Linked DNA regions of Zea mays: region 2 is linked to region 1. Evidence: chromatin contacts called from public Hi-C data. All regions are on one chromosome and are shown on one strand. The core of a region is the stretch at or near the end of the contact, and the rest is flanking DNA. Distances in the headings are between cores, read along the strand shown.

What was found. Hi-C and Micro-C count contacts between places; a contact is called where the count stands out from the background.
Region 2: a Hi-C map of ear shows a contact between it and region 1, with 3 times the contacts expected there. The contact joins the promoter of LOC100191428 here to the promoter of LOC103642826 in region 1. A contact is called at or near these places in 2 of 25 Hi-C or Micro-C datasets (ear and endosperm).

Annotation. Positions count from the first base shown.
Region 1 is chr10:131,924,531-131,931,436 of Zm-B73-REFERENCE-NAM-5.0, reverse strand. LOC103642826 (CLIP-associated protein) reads left to right here and starts at 2,762. Exons shown (of 21, transcript XM_020545733.3): 1 at 2,762-3,287; 2 at 4,014-4,169; 3 at 4,285-4,347; 4 at 4,704-4,772; 5 at 4,855-5,017; 6 at 6,022-6,183; 7 at 6,888-6,906. The coding sequence starts at 2,952.
Region 2 is chr10:132,316,666-132,323,571 of Zm-B73-REFERENCE-NAM-5.0, reverse strand. It overlaps LOC100191428, which reads left to right and starts at 3,200. Exons shown (of 2, transcript NM_001136861.1): 1 at 3,200-3,665. The coding sequence starts at 3,435.

The sequences.
Region 1 (6,906 bases), core at 1,513-4,012:
TAATCCTCTGCTTTTATAGAGGAGGGGGCTGGACCCGTTACCAACAAAACTTCGAGTAAATCCCGCGATTCTCGTTAACAAACACAGCGAAAAAACTCAGAACTCTAATCTATTCTGCGCGTGCGCGAACCGTTTGGCCTCAGGGCTGAACCGTCCGCCGGTTCAAATTAGTGCCCAACAGAATGCATAAAAAAACCTTTTACAATTTGCACGGATCAATCCGCTTTTGGAATGCGAGATTTTCTTTATTGAATCATGCGGTTTCTCATGCCGTGTGTAGGGAGCGAGACGTTGGTCTATATCTGACTATACCATGCCAGCCGAGTGCTGACCCGCCTGACCCCGAGGCGAGGTCCGGTTGCATCCCGGCGATGATGCCGACGGCCGAGGGCAAGCAAGGCAAGCCGTGTGATGTCCACTCCAGACTGTGACCTCGTGCTCTGCTTCTCGGGGCCGGGGGTGAAAGTGGAAAAGGAGTCGGGCAGACGAGTGAGTGCCCCCAGTCCATTAGCGAAAAGGGCGAGGGGCGATGAGCCATCAGATGATGATGGCTGGCAGTCTGGCCTCTTTCTGTCAGGCTCCAAAAGGTTATTATAATTGTTCATGGACAAGGCTAAGCACCTAAGCGACGTACGAGTGAAAAGCGCTTTCAAGGTCCCGGTCCCGCCCCAGCCTGTACATGGCTTGGCAGCCTTTCAAGTCTTCGTTAAGGCTTTCAGCAAAGGATTTGGACGATGTGCTAAACCCAAAATTCGTCTGCGTACTGCAGTGCTAGCACGTAGGGCCGTGCGAAATCGTCAGTTATGAATCATGGTGATCAGTTTGGCGCTGACCATCCCACAGGTAACGGTTAGCACTGTAGCACACCAGCTCGATCCGGCCGGGTACTGCATCTGCATGGTATGCTAGCTGCGACGGAGGCAGAGAGCCGACAACAGCCAACAGGCGCAAGTCGATCGGTTTCCGCTTGCTCCTCGTGGCTCTTCTCCCGGAGGCCGACGGTGTTCGTGCCACGGAAGCGGAAGGGAAAACCAAGATAGCGAAGGTGGGGGGACGTAGGGGATCGCCGGATCGGTTGAGGTGCGTGTAACGTCGCCGCACTTGTTGGTTGGTGCTGCCGTGCGCGCGCGCGCGGCGCGCATCATCCGGCCGGCTGGCATTGAGACAAGTGCAGCAGCGCTCGGACGGATGCATAGCCGCCGGAGGAAGCCCGGAACTGAAATCCCCTCGTCTCGTCTCCTTTGGTCGCCCAGCCTCTGCTTGGTCCGTCTCGTGTCTCCGTGTTGTCTGCTGATGAAAGAATCGATATACATACCATGACATGGCGCCATCTCCCTTTCAGATTAGTGTTAGGCTGTCTCCAACAACCTCTCCTAAATTTCGTTTACTAAAAGAATATTCTCTGTTCTTTACATCACACTCTAAAAGATTATATCCTCTATATATCATCTCAGTTTTCAGCAACGTTCACTAAAAATGGTCCTCTAAAGTTACATTATAACAAAATCCACTAACTACCATATTTATTCTCACCTTTTCATATAATTTAGTCATCTAAATTTCATCTTGTACAGCTTATCTACCATATATTACATTAGAAACATGTTTTATTTCTAAGAAAAAATGTGCACGAAGTTGTGAAAATCTCCAATTCCCCTCTACGTCAAAATCCAAAATCCCCCATTCGTCTTCCTAGAACACCTTGTCAAACGCGCGAGAGGGTCTGCACGCGGGTGCCCTTGCTGGCTCCCTGTGCGCCGCCGGCATTGGAGCTGGCATTGGAGCTTGCCCGTCGTCGAGGATTTGAACGTTGGAGCCAGGTCCTGTGCGAGTGCGCGCTCGTCGTCCTCGTCGACGGCCACACGTGCACTCCTTCTCGACGACCGAGCTCGCGTCTTTGACGGCTACGCGTCGTCCTCATTGGCGGCTGGGCGAGCTCGTCCTTCTCCAGGCAATCAGCCACGCGTGCTGCCCCTCGTCCGCGCACGTGCTCCTCCTCGTCCCACCACAACTCTTCTTCTACCTCCAATTGTTTGCACGGACGGGTACCATAGCTTCCAAGACAGCGCGGAAGGTAACGGAAGGAGATCGCGGGGGAGAGCAAACAATGCATAAGGAGCGATCGCTAGACTGCTATATTTGGTGGACGAGAAGCGCACACTATATTTTAGCGAAGGCTTTAGCGTTTATTATTGGAGCCTTAGGGGACGTTCAGATACGGTATATTTGGCTTACATGGTCTTTTACCGTCTCTTGCTGCCTTATACGTAGTATATACCAGTTCATAGTTCTTCAGACTTCTCAAATATATTAGCATACTGCATACCGATGCCCAGGTGTACATCAGTTGTGACTGAAGTCCAGCTGACGTATTCAGCAGCTGCATGCAGGAGCAGATGAGAAGGCAGGCCACACGCATCATGGGAGGTGGAAATAAATGCATGGGTTGGTTTGGATCGTATTATAACGTTGTCGCCAAGCTAAAACAGAGCCATTCCAACAAATCCAAAAGAGAAACCGGAGACCGTGGAGAAAAGGAAGACAAAAAAATAAGATCCAATTGTTCCAAAAAATAAACGCTTAAAATACGGCCAAAATTTCCACGCGCCACCAGCTCCTTCTGCCCAGCGGGGTCCACCGTTCGTTCCGCCTCCCGGAGCCCAGGCCCCCGAGTCCAGTCCATACGGAGGCTTGTACGCAAAGCCCCCTCCAGTTCAAAGGATACAAAATATCAGGGGGCTAAGTGCACAAAGTCACCCGAAGCCCCAACCACCCTTAGCACCCGCTTTCGTCTCGCTGCGTGCGCTCTCTGTCACTCCCCCTCCCCTCCCCCCTCCTCATCAGATCCGGCCACCTCCTGCTCACCTCGCCTCGCCGCCGGTCCCGCGCCCCGGAGCCCTAGAGCTCTCCCCGCGGCGTGGGCCGCCGGAGTCCCCGGGCGCGCGGAGAGAATGGAGGCGGCGCTGGAGGCGGCGCGCGCCAAGGACACCAAGGAGCGTCTGGCCGGGGTCGAGCGGCTGCACGAGGCGCTCGACGCCGCCGCGCGGCGCGGGCTGGCGGCGGCCGAGGTCACCGCGCTGGTGGACACCTGCATGGATCTGACGCGGGACGCCAACTTCCGCATCGCCCAGGGCGGCCTCCAGGCGCTCTCCGCCGCCGCCGTCGTCGCCGGCGACCACTTCAAGATCCACCTCAACGCCCTCGTCCCCGCCGCCGTCGAGCGCCTCGGCGACGGCAAGCAGCCCGTCCGCGACGCCGCGCGCCAGCTCCTCATCACGCTCATGGAGGTGAGCTCCTTTCGTCGGCGCTCTCAGTGGCCTGTCGTCTCTCCCGGGAAATGCATGTAGCTGGGGAGCTAGATTAAGTTGCGAATTCGAACTAAGAGATCGAGCAGGAGCAGATTGGGGATTTGAGGCTTGTTTTTTTTAGGTAGGTCGGGTGGGGCACGGTACATTGCATAGTTGTGCTGAAGTGAGGAATCCAAAGGTCTATTCGGCTGACCATTATAGATTGACAGGCATCACATTTAAATGGATCAATGGTCTAACATTTTTGTAGGAATCGTGTGCTCTTGGGCTTGACTGTCGCGCTAAGTTGAACTTCCAGTGGCATATCTTATTCTTCTATGATTTTGGTTCTAGCAAACAAAGATAAATTTGGGATTCAAGTAAAGACTTGGCTGCTTCCCTGTATGCATTGCATTCTGATATAGATAATTCTTTTATCGTTTTTACCCTTTAGCATTAGAACTAGGATCTCTTTGGGAGCCGTGATTTTTCATAAAACGTATCAGTGCTTCAATCTTTGGCTGTCTGCAATGAAAATGACCTTTAAATTCTGATCCCTTTTTTACTAGTCAATGTTTTATCGCAGTATATTAAGATAGTATTCATAAATCATGTTACATATGTACTTTGTCCTTTGACTATCGAAACATTCAAGCCAATCATGTTTGGTGTGTTCCAGAGTTTAGGACTGTTATCTTGCAATATTTTTGATTGTCCAACCCTCAGGTTTCTTCACCAACAATCATAGTTGAAAGAGCTGGTAGTTATGCATGGACTCATAAGAGTTGGAGGGTGAGGGAAGAGTTTGTACGTACGGTGGCATCTGCAGTTGGGCTATTTGCTTCTACGGAGATTTCCTTGCAACGAGTTTTGCTTTCACCTGTAAGCCAACACTTTCAGATCTTTGCTGTTTATTCTTTTTATTCATATCCAATTTTATATCCTTCTGTTATGGTATGATATATCTAGAAGCCCTAAGATTTCCCGTCTTGTGCAGGTCCTGCAACTAATGAATGATTCGAACCAAAGTGTTCGAGATGCTGCTATCTCTTGTATTGAGGTTAGTTGATTCCATATTCGATACTGTATAGACCTGTTTCAGCCGACATTTTTCTTTTTTTTCCCTTACACCCATGATGACTGGTATGATCTCTATTTCTATTGATCTTGTTCAATTTCCCAATAGTTCCATCCCACATTTACAAGCTGGAGAGACTGAATCATTTTGTATGACAACATTCATTGTAGTTCCAAGCCCCTTTGCTTCTAGTTGAATTGCTTTAGTCCCTTGTGCTCAGATTCATCTTTTCTTTCATCTAAACTGTTCAGTGTTCACAGTTATTGGCTGGGACACACACCTGTTATCTAGGCAGCATAAAGTTTTTCTAGTAAGCCTTCATTTGTTTTTCACTACAGGAGATGTACAAGCACATGGGATCACAATTTCATGAAGAGTTGCAGCGCCATAATCTGCCTTCATACATGGTACTTTTATTGCTAGGGCTTCCTTTTAATAGTTGGGCTAGCAGTTTCATGCTTTAGATAATTATTATTTTGGTGCCTGCAGCTAAAAGAAATAAATTCAAGGTTGGATAAAATAGAACCAAAGGTTCGATCCTCTGATACAGCAATGCAGTATAAGGCTGTAGAGTCTAGATCTGTTAGTGCTAATCCAAAAAGAGGCAGCCCAAGGACAAAAAACATACCAAGGGAAAGTACACTATATGGAGGTAATGTCTACATTTCTTGAATGTTGTATTTAGCAAATAAGGATATGAACTAGGTTTATGCCCGTGTTTTATGAACCGATCTAAGAATAGCTCAAATGCGTGTGTGTTAAGGAGGTGCAAAGATGAGAGAGAAGAAGAAAAACAAGGTGCAATACATTGGACAGAAGGTGCTAGTTTAGAACCTGCTTGCACCTGTTGCTTATTTTTGCACTTGGTACCAAGAATAAACAAATAATATTCACTACTAATTATCTCTCCATTCGCCATCTATGTCACTTTGTGAGGGAAACATTGGGATACTATATAGTTCATTATATGCGGAGCCCACCTTAATATGGACTAACAGATTTATGCATCAGGGCTTGTTCAACTAGCAGAGCACCATTTGACATGGCTAGCCACACACCTTGCTAAGAAATTATACACTATGGCTGCCCTTACCAGCTACTCCATCAGTCCAGTATATGCATGAATCGCCAAAAACCTATCTCACCCCATCAGTCCAGTATATGCACGAATCGCCAAAAGCCCAGCTCACCGGTGTATCACCCAGGAGTATGGAAAAACTAAAAAGGCATTCCATTTCAGCACGAGCACACCGGGTTTCAGCCTTTTTGAACACATTCTAACTTAAATCCCGATGATTACGGTGAGGTGATAATGAACGTTCTAAGCACCACATTACCCTATACGCCCTGGGCTCTAAGTCATTTTTTCCACTGTTGTTGTGATAATTTGTTCCAATATTTATCCCAGAACAATCGTAGACTCTTAGTAACATAGCATGAGTGTGAGTCCTTTGGTCGGGTTGTCTTTCCTGAAACTTTATGGGGCATGTGTCCTGTCACAAGATGTTTGCTATTAGTTTTTCTATTGATACTAGATATGTTACCATCTGCATCTCAAGTTATGGTTGGTCAGTTTGTGTATTCTGATGGTTAACCCCCTGTCACACATACAAGTATACAACATTTCTCATGTGCAATTTATTGTGTCATTTGCAGGTGACACAGATGTTACAGAAAAACCTGTGGAACCAGTAAAAGTTCATTCTGAGAAAGAATTGCTTCGGGAGTTTGAGAAGATCGCGGCTACCCTTGTTCCAGAAAAGGACTGGTCTTTACGTATTGCTGCCATGCAAAGGATTGAAGCCCTGGTTTATGGAGGTTTATTTTCTGCATCCATATCATCATTCCTAATAATGCTTTGTGCAATTTTACTAGTCCATAAGTATGGCTACAGAGAATATATTGTTGTATGTCTTGGCTGCAAAGTCTAGAAAACATTTCAAGTAAGCATTGTTGCTAGGCAGGGTAGAACGAAAAAAATGTAGAGTCGTTTTCCTTGCATCTTTTCAACTGCATCCATTTCCTGATTTATTTAAGTTTTTGGAATGAGCGCCGAAGGATAAACAAATAGGAATTCCATATTTAGGAATCATTGGATAGCCTTAGGGGGTGTTTGGTTTCTAGGGACTAATTTTTAGTCTTTCCATTTTATTCCATTTTAGAATTTTAGTTTTTGTATTTGGCAATTTAGGGACAAATGGAATAAAATGGAGGGACTAAAAATAGTCCCTAGAAACCAAACACCCCTTTAATGCACCAAACATTCATATTCTGTAGTAAATATTGGTGAATAAAAGATCTGTTCATACCTCATAGTGGAACATGCAGTTTTGAGGATTTAACGCACACTGTCAATATGATATAATCAGTGTCGAAACTTAATTACGACATGTGGTTTGTCACCCTTGTTCTTTGAATCTTTATCACTGGAGCTATGCGCTATCTACTGTCGTTGCTAGTATGGTATTGCATGCCTTTAAAAAAATAAAATTTAATTTTTACTCTGTTGGGACTTTTGACAGGTGCAATCGATAATCCATC
Region 2 (6,906 bases), core at 1,951-4,450, 390 kb before region 1:
CTCTATGCGGAGGCTCGGGGGCTGCTCTCGCAAACCTGGCTCCGGCCAAACCGTTGACAGCGTCAACATACCAGCCCGAGAACTTGGAACCTGACTATGCACCCGGGCTACGACTAGTTCGCATGAGGGAACAACCAGACCGGCCGTAGCATCACGAAACGCGCTAAGACCTCGAAGGAGTCAAACCACTCCTCCGAGGCCTCGGGGGCTACACCCGGTGGGTGCGCTCGCGCGCACCCACCGGAACGAAACACAACCGAGAAAGGCCGGTCCCCTTGCAAAAAAGTGTGACAAAAGCCTCCAAGCGAGTACCAACACTCCCTTCGAGGCTCGGGGGCTACTGTCAGGGACCATAATTAGGGCTACCCCCAAGACTCCTAATCTCAGCTGGTAACCCCCATCAGCACAAAGCTGCAAAGGCCTAATGGGCGCGATTCAGGTCAAGGCTTCGTCCACTCAAGGGACACGATCCCGCCTCGCCCGAGCCCAGCCTTGGGCAAAGGCAGCCGACCCAGGAGGATTCACGTCTCGCCCGAGGGTCCCCTCAAGCAACGGACGCACCTTCGGCTCGCCCGAGGCCCAGGCTTCGCGGAGAAGCAACCTTGGCCAGATCGCCATGCCAACCGACCATATCGCAGGAGCATTTAATGCAAGGATCGCCTGACACCTTATCCTGACGCGTGCTCCTCAGTCGACAGGGCCGAAGTGACCACAGTCACTTCGCCGCTCCGCTGACCGACCTGACAGGAAAACAACGTCGTCTGCCCCGCTCCGACTGCTGTGCCACTCGACAGAGTGAGGCTGACAGCAGCTAAGTCCAGCCTCGGGCGCCATAGGAAGCTCCGCGTCACCCGACCCCAGAGCTCGGGCTCAACCTCGACGCGGGACGACGGACTCCGCCTCGACCGACCCCAGGGCTCGGACTCAACCTTGACCTCAGAAGACGGACTCCGCCTCGCCTGACCTCAGGGCTCGGACTCAACCTCGACCTCGAAAGACGGACTCCGCCTCGCCCGACCCCAGGGCTCGGATTCAACCTCGACCTCGGAAGACGGACTCCGCCTCGCCCGACCCTGGGGCTCGGACTCGACCTCGACCTCGGAAGACGGACTCCGCCTCGCCCGACCCTAGGGCTCGGACTCGACCTCGACCTCGGAAGACAGACTCCGCCTCGCCCGACCCCAGTGCTCGGACCGACCACGTCACAGGGGGGCCATCATTACCCTACTCCTAGCTAGCTCAGGCTACGGGGAACAAGACCGGCGTCCCATCTGGCTCGCCCCGGTAAACAAGTAATGATGGCACCCCACGTGCTCCATGACGATGGCGGCTCTCAGCCCCTTACGGAAGCAAGGAGACGTCAGCAAGGATCCAACAGCTCCGACAGCTGTACTTCCACAGGGCTCAAGCACTCCTCCGACGGCCACGACATCACATGAACAGGGCGCCAAAACCTCTTCGACTGCCACGACGACATGTACTTAGGGCTCTGGCTCCTCTCTGCTAGACACGTTAGCACACTGCTACACCCCCCATTGTACACCTGGGCCCTCTCCTTACGCCTATAAAAGGAAGGTCCAGGGCTCTCGTACGAGAGGGTTGGCCGCGCGGGAGAATGGGCTGGCGGACAGTCTATCTCTCTCTCTCTCCTTCGCGAACGCTTGTAACCCCCTACTGCAAGCGCATCCGTACTAGGCGCAGGACAACACGAAGGCCGCGGGTTCCTCTTTGCTGTCTTTCCCCCTTTTGTGTTCCGTCTCGTGCCGACCCATCTGGGCTGGGACACGCAGCGACAATTTACTCGTCGGTAAAAAAAAACCCAGAGTCGAAACGCCGACAGTTTTTAATGAGACGACATTACACTAACAGTCGATGACTAGCACGGGGCCATGCCGTGCCGTGCGGTGGGTCCGTTTGCTCATCTGTTGCGAATGCTTGTACCAGTGCCGCGAGCCTTAATTCAATAATCAACCAAACACCAAGATGAGCATATTTTGACCAGAGACACACGTCCATGTATCATGCTGTTGCTTCAATGAGGATACAATGAATTGTCCTGCTTAATTTTCTATTTCGTGAGTCGTACAAATGTAACAAGAAAATCACCGTTTGGCGATCAGATCACAAGCAACCTGCACTGCAGGTTAGAGCATCTCCAAAAGCTCCCCAGAAGTCTCTCATAAATCTATTTTTTTGGGAAAAACACAAAAACATGTTTTCAACAGTTCCCCTAAAGCGCCCCAACTTTTTCATAGCCCTTAAAACTCCCTCATTTGTAGCTACAAATGAGGGGTTTTTTAGGCTCCCCAGAAACAAACTGCTGCTTTAAGGGATCTGTTGGAGAAAGGATTAAAATTTACCCCTCACTTATTATTTAAATGTCCCTTAAAACTGATTTTGAGGAGTCGTTTTATGAAGAGCTCTTGGAGATGCTCTAATACGGTTATACCACGCTGTTTTTTTTTACCTTTTTTACGCCATGGTTGACTGGTTGTTTTACATTATATATATATAAGTTTGAAAATATATAAGGGTTTGAAAACCCTATTTTTAAGAGATTTCTATTTTTTAAAGAAAAATAAACTAATTTATTTTATGACTGATTTAATGATTAGGGATCACGAGAAGATCTATGGAGAGAAATCCCTTTAAAATTTAAAAATAAGGGGTAGTTTGGGAACACCATTTTTCTAGGGGATTTCCATTTTTCCAAGGGAAAATGAACTAATTTTCCTTGGAAAATGAAAATACCATAGGAAAATATAGTTCCCAAACTAGCCCTAAATAGCAAGAGAATTTCTTCTCCCAATAATTCTTGATCACCAAATCAGTCTAGTTAGTTTGAGAACTCCATTTTCTTTATAGATTTTTATTTTTTAAGGGAAATTATTTTATTTTCACTTATAAAAATAGGAATCTCTTAAAAAATGGAGTTTGAAGATAAAAATGTATTGAAAAATGAGATTGTCAAACTAACCTTCGGCTTTGTATTTTAAAGCGAGGGACCGAGGCCCAGCCAAGATGGCTAAAAAGGCCCACGGTTCCAACTAGGCGGGCCCATCACCGCCGCCGCCCGCCGGCACCGCCAACGAACCCTCCACGCTAACACGTCTCTTAATTCAAACACCCAGCTGGTTCCGTTACTCCTCCTTGTACGCTTCCTCCCGCGGCCACGAGAGAGACGAGTCAAAACAAGACACGAGCCGCACCCGCACCTCAAACGCTCCACCTCCACAGCTCCACTACCTCCCATGTCGGCTCTGCTCCCCTCCAAAACCTGCCGCCGCTTCCTCTCCCCGCACTCCTATCGGCAGCCATCGTATAATCCGTAGGCGGGTGGCGGTGTAGAGCCCCACGCCACGTCCCCGCGAGCAGTAGTCTGCGAGCCGGTTGGCCCGGCCGGGAGGAGGCGGTTTGGTTTGTGCTTTGAAGCGATGGAGGGTGCGTGGAGGAAGGTCAGGCAGGCGCTGGGCCTTCGCCTCTGCGTGCACGCGCCCGCGGCAGGAGGTGGAAATGTCCAGCCGGCGCAGTCGGGCGCGGGCGGTTGTCGGCGGGATGCCGCGGTGGCGGTGGCGGCGCCGGGCGAGTCGGGGCCGAACACCCCGGCGGGTGCGATCCGCCGGTCCAAGTCCGGGGGCAAGTCCTCCTCCTTGCACTCCTCCAAGGTGAGATTGAGATACGAGCGTTTTGAGTTTTTTTTCTCAATTGTGATGTGGTTTCAATCGATAGAAGAAAAACGCCCCGGTTTGAATGCTTGCTTTTGATCGGGGATTTGGGCGTGCTGGTAATTTCTGCCTTGCGTTTAGTTAGTTGGGAATTCAAATGCATGCTATTGGTAGTATAACGCGCCCTGCGTGTTCGATGTTTTTGTTGGCGATCTCCGTGTTGGGTTTTCGCTCGGATAGGACGCATTCTCAGTGCGAAACCTGTGTTTCACTAGCTGTTTTTAAATTTTTCCATGGAGACTTGCTCTTCTTCGGCATGAGTAGAATTTACGCTCGCTGGTTGTGCTTGTGCGCTTCTAGTAGGCTTATCATTCACCCATGCTAACAATTACAATACCCAGCTTTGATTATATGGATACAAATATAAATTGAATACGAATTGGTTACTGAATATCAGGACTCGGATACGGGATCTTAGCCCTTTTAGATGGATCGAATGCGAATATGTACAGATAATATTCGTACCATTTATATCCCTATTTAGCATGGCAGGCGACAGCATAAAGAGAAAATAAAGAAAGTAAATTGTATATGATTGACATTGTGTACTTGATTGAAGGCGAAGAATAAAGAAAACAAAGGAAAGAAAGAAGGAAAGGAAATAAAGAAAATAAAGGAATGAAAGATAAAATAAATAAGGAAAGAAAGCGTCCCGACCGTGGTGTTTGTGGGATGGGAGTGTGGGGATGAGTGATGATCTGAAGAATATCGTCCGATGGATGCGAGATGGATGCGAGTAAGAGAAATGAGAAGTTAATTTAGGATCTTGTACGTTTATTTTTAATGTGTTGACTTTTTATGTGTATTTATTGGAGTGGCTCTAGATTTATTTAAAGTGATGGAGTATACAGTATATAAGTATAGATATAAATATAGATATACTATATCATTTTGGCGTTACTGCTTTGCCTCCATTTTATTCTCTCCCTTCAGAAGGACAATCACCCAATTACTGTCCAAAACGAAGAACAAAACATTTGAATTCCTCTATTTTCGTAACATAAGCTGATTCCTAGAGATCCACATGCCTAGCGTACCAGCTGTTGTTTGTTCTGTATTCTCTAATGTCTCCGTTAGTCAATGCTTCATGGCTCAATAATGTCATTCATGTCGAAAGATTCATACGCAATATTATGCCAGCTGTGGCCTGCTCGGTATCCTCTGGCGTCTCTTTTTTAGTCAATGGCTTTCCTTAGGTAACTGCTTAACGCAAGACGCTTCCCTATCCCATCCATCGTATCTGTACTTCACTTGCTCCCCTTCTTGATAAGGAAAGGGAAAAAAAAGCTTGCTTGTCGCTCATCACGAGCCCGTGGTGGTCACGTGTAGCAAACCCCACTCTTTCCTCCTACCACCAGCTTTCTTTCTTTACGGCAGATGCTCCAACTTGACAGCTGCTATCTATCATATAGGGGGATGCAAATTGCCCAACTGATTGCTGACTGCTACTTTCTATTTTTATGTGGCCTTTTTGTCTCAATGGTACCAATTTGACAAGTAACTTGACATGGATTGCCTCACTACCTTTACATTCATGGGTTTCATGTATGCACAAACTTGGTACAAAAGGGTAAAAACAGTAAAGAGGAAGTATTAGGTGTTAAGTTGGATTTTTGAAGGATAAACCTTCTAGCTGACTTCATTTCACAGGTCTAAGTAGCTCTGACCAAATGTAACAAATAAAACTAGGAATTCTTGCGTTCAAACTTGTTGTGATGATAATTTGACAAGTACAATATCTAAAGCGAATGATGAACTAGTTGTGTTTGGTCGAGCTATGGCTTTTGAAAGAGCTGTTGTGATTGCTTTGTAGTATGTGCTGAGAGAAAGTCAAAAACCGTTTGGCTAAGCAGCTATGGCTTCTAGAGAAAACTTTTAGGGCTTGTTCGGTTATTCCTAATACACATGGATTGGATGGGATTGGAAAAAATTGAAAAGAAGTTTGACTTGTTTGGGATTCAAACCCATCCAATCCCACTCAATCCACATGGATTGAGAGCTAACCGAACAAGCCCTTAAGTGGATCCTGTACAAGCATTTCTCATGTTCAAGCGCGCAAGCAAATTAAATCTCTTAATCCGTAAGATCATGATCCAACTGTGGATGTAACCATAGATTGTTAGGAGTTTTTTAATAAAGCTGCATAAGCAGGTGATACAAGGGTTTAAGTGTTACATTCAAATTTTCTGAATGATAAGTAGACCCTGGCTCGTTAGCATCCTCTTCTTCTTGTAGACAGTATAGGTCGTCAGCCCCTTCCTCCTTGCGCTTGCGCCATCTCTGGGACAGGTCGCACTATCAGTCTGTCACTGGGGCCGGGAGTGGCGGAGCCAGGCCAAAAGTCCAAAATCGAAGTCTGAGCGCCTAGGCCTGCCTCTTCTGGAAGCCGATGTTATTGGTCTGGAATGGCACGTACTTTGTGTCGTCGAGGGCGCAGGGGAGCATGAAGCAGGCGAGTGGGTGTTTGAAGCTCGATCTCTCGATTTTCAGGAGGAATGGAACCAAAGCTCTCCTGGTTGCTTGCCAATAGCGAGTAGTCCGGACACGGGATGGGCAACCTCGTCTCGCAGTGCGTCGCGAATGGTGCCGACGCGTGGCCTCTAGTCATCGAGCCGGACGACAGCCGGAGCCGAACGTTGGTGGTCGGTGGATGAAAACACCGGGGTCGCGGAGCTGATGATCGACGCGCCGGGGCACGTGCTGGCTCGCGCCACGGACGTGGCGAGGGAGCGGCGGGTGCGGGCGATGGCGGCTGACGAGCTCCCGCGCGCTGGCCGGCCGGACCGCTGTGCGGCTTGGAGATCGAGAAGTCGAGGCTGTTTTGCGACTGGTCTCTACTCTCTAGGAAGAAGAATTCGAGTTCGAGGCGCTCCAGATGAAAGCTGTTTGGACCAATGTTTTTAAGTCGTTGAGACGGTTTGAGTCCCCAGAGCACACTAATAAATCGATTCAGCCGACATATCGGAGACGACTAATCGATATTTTTTTTTCTCTCAAACGCGCAGGAGAACTGCACATTATTAAACATTATTATATTGAAAGAGAGAAAGGTCTAAAGTGAACCACCGTACAATGCCATAACAGACATAAAGACAAAGGGAAAACAGATAAAAAACCTATTCTTATCTCCAACTTTAACAACTTTAGACACTAGAAATAGCCCTGACCCTAGCAAAGGCAG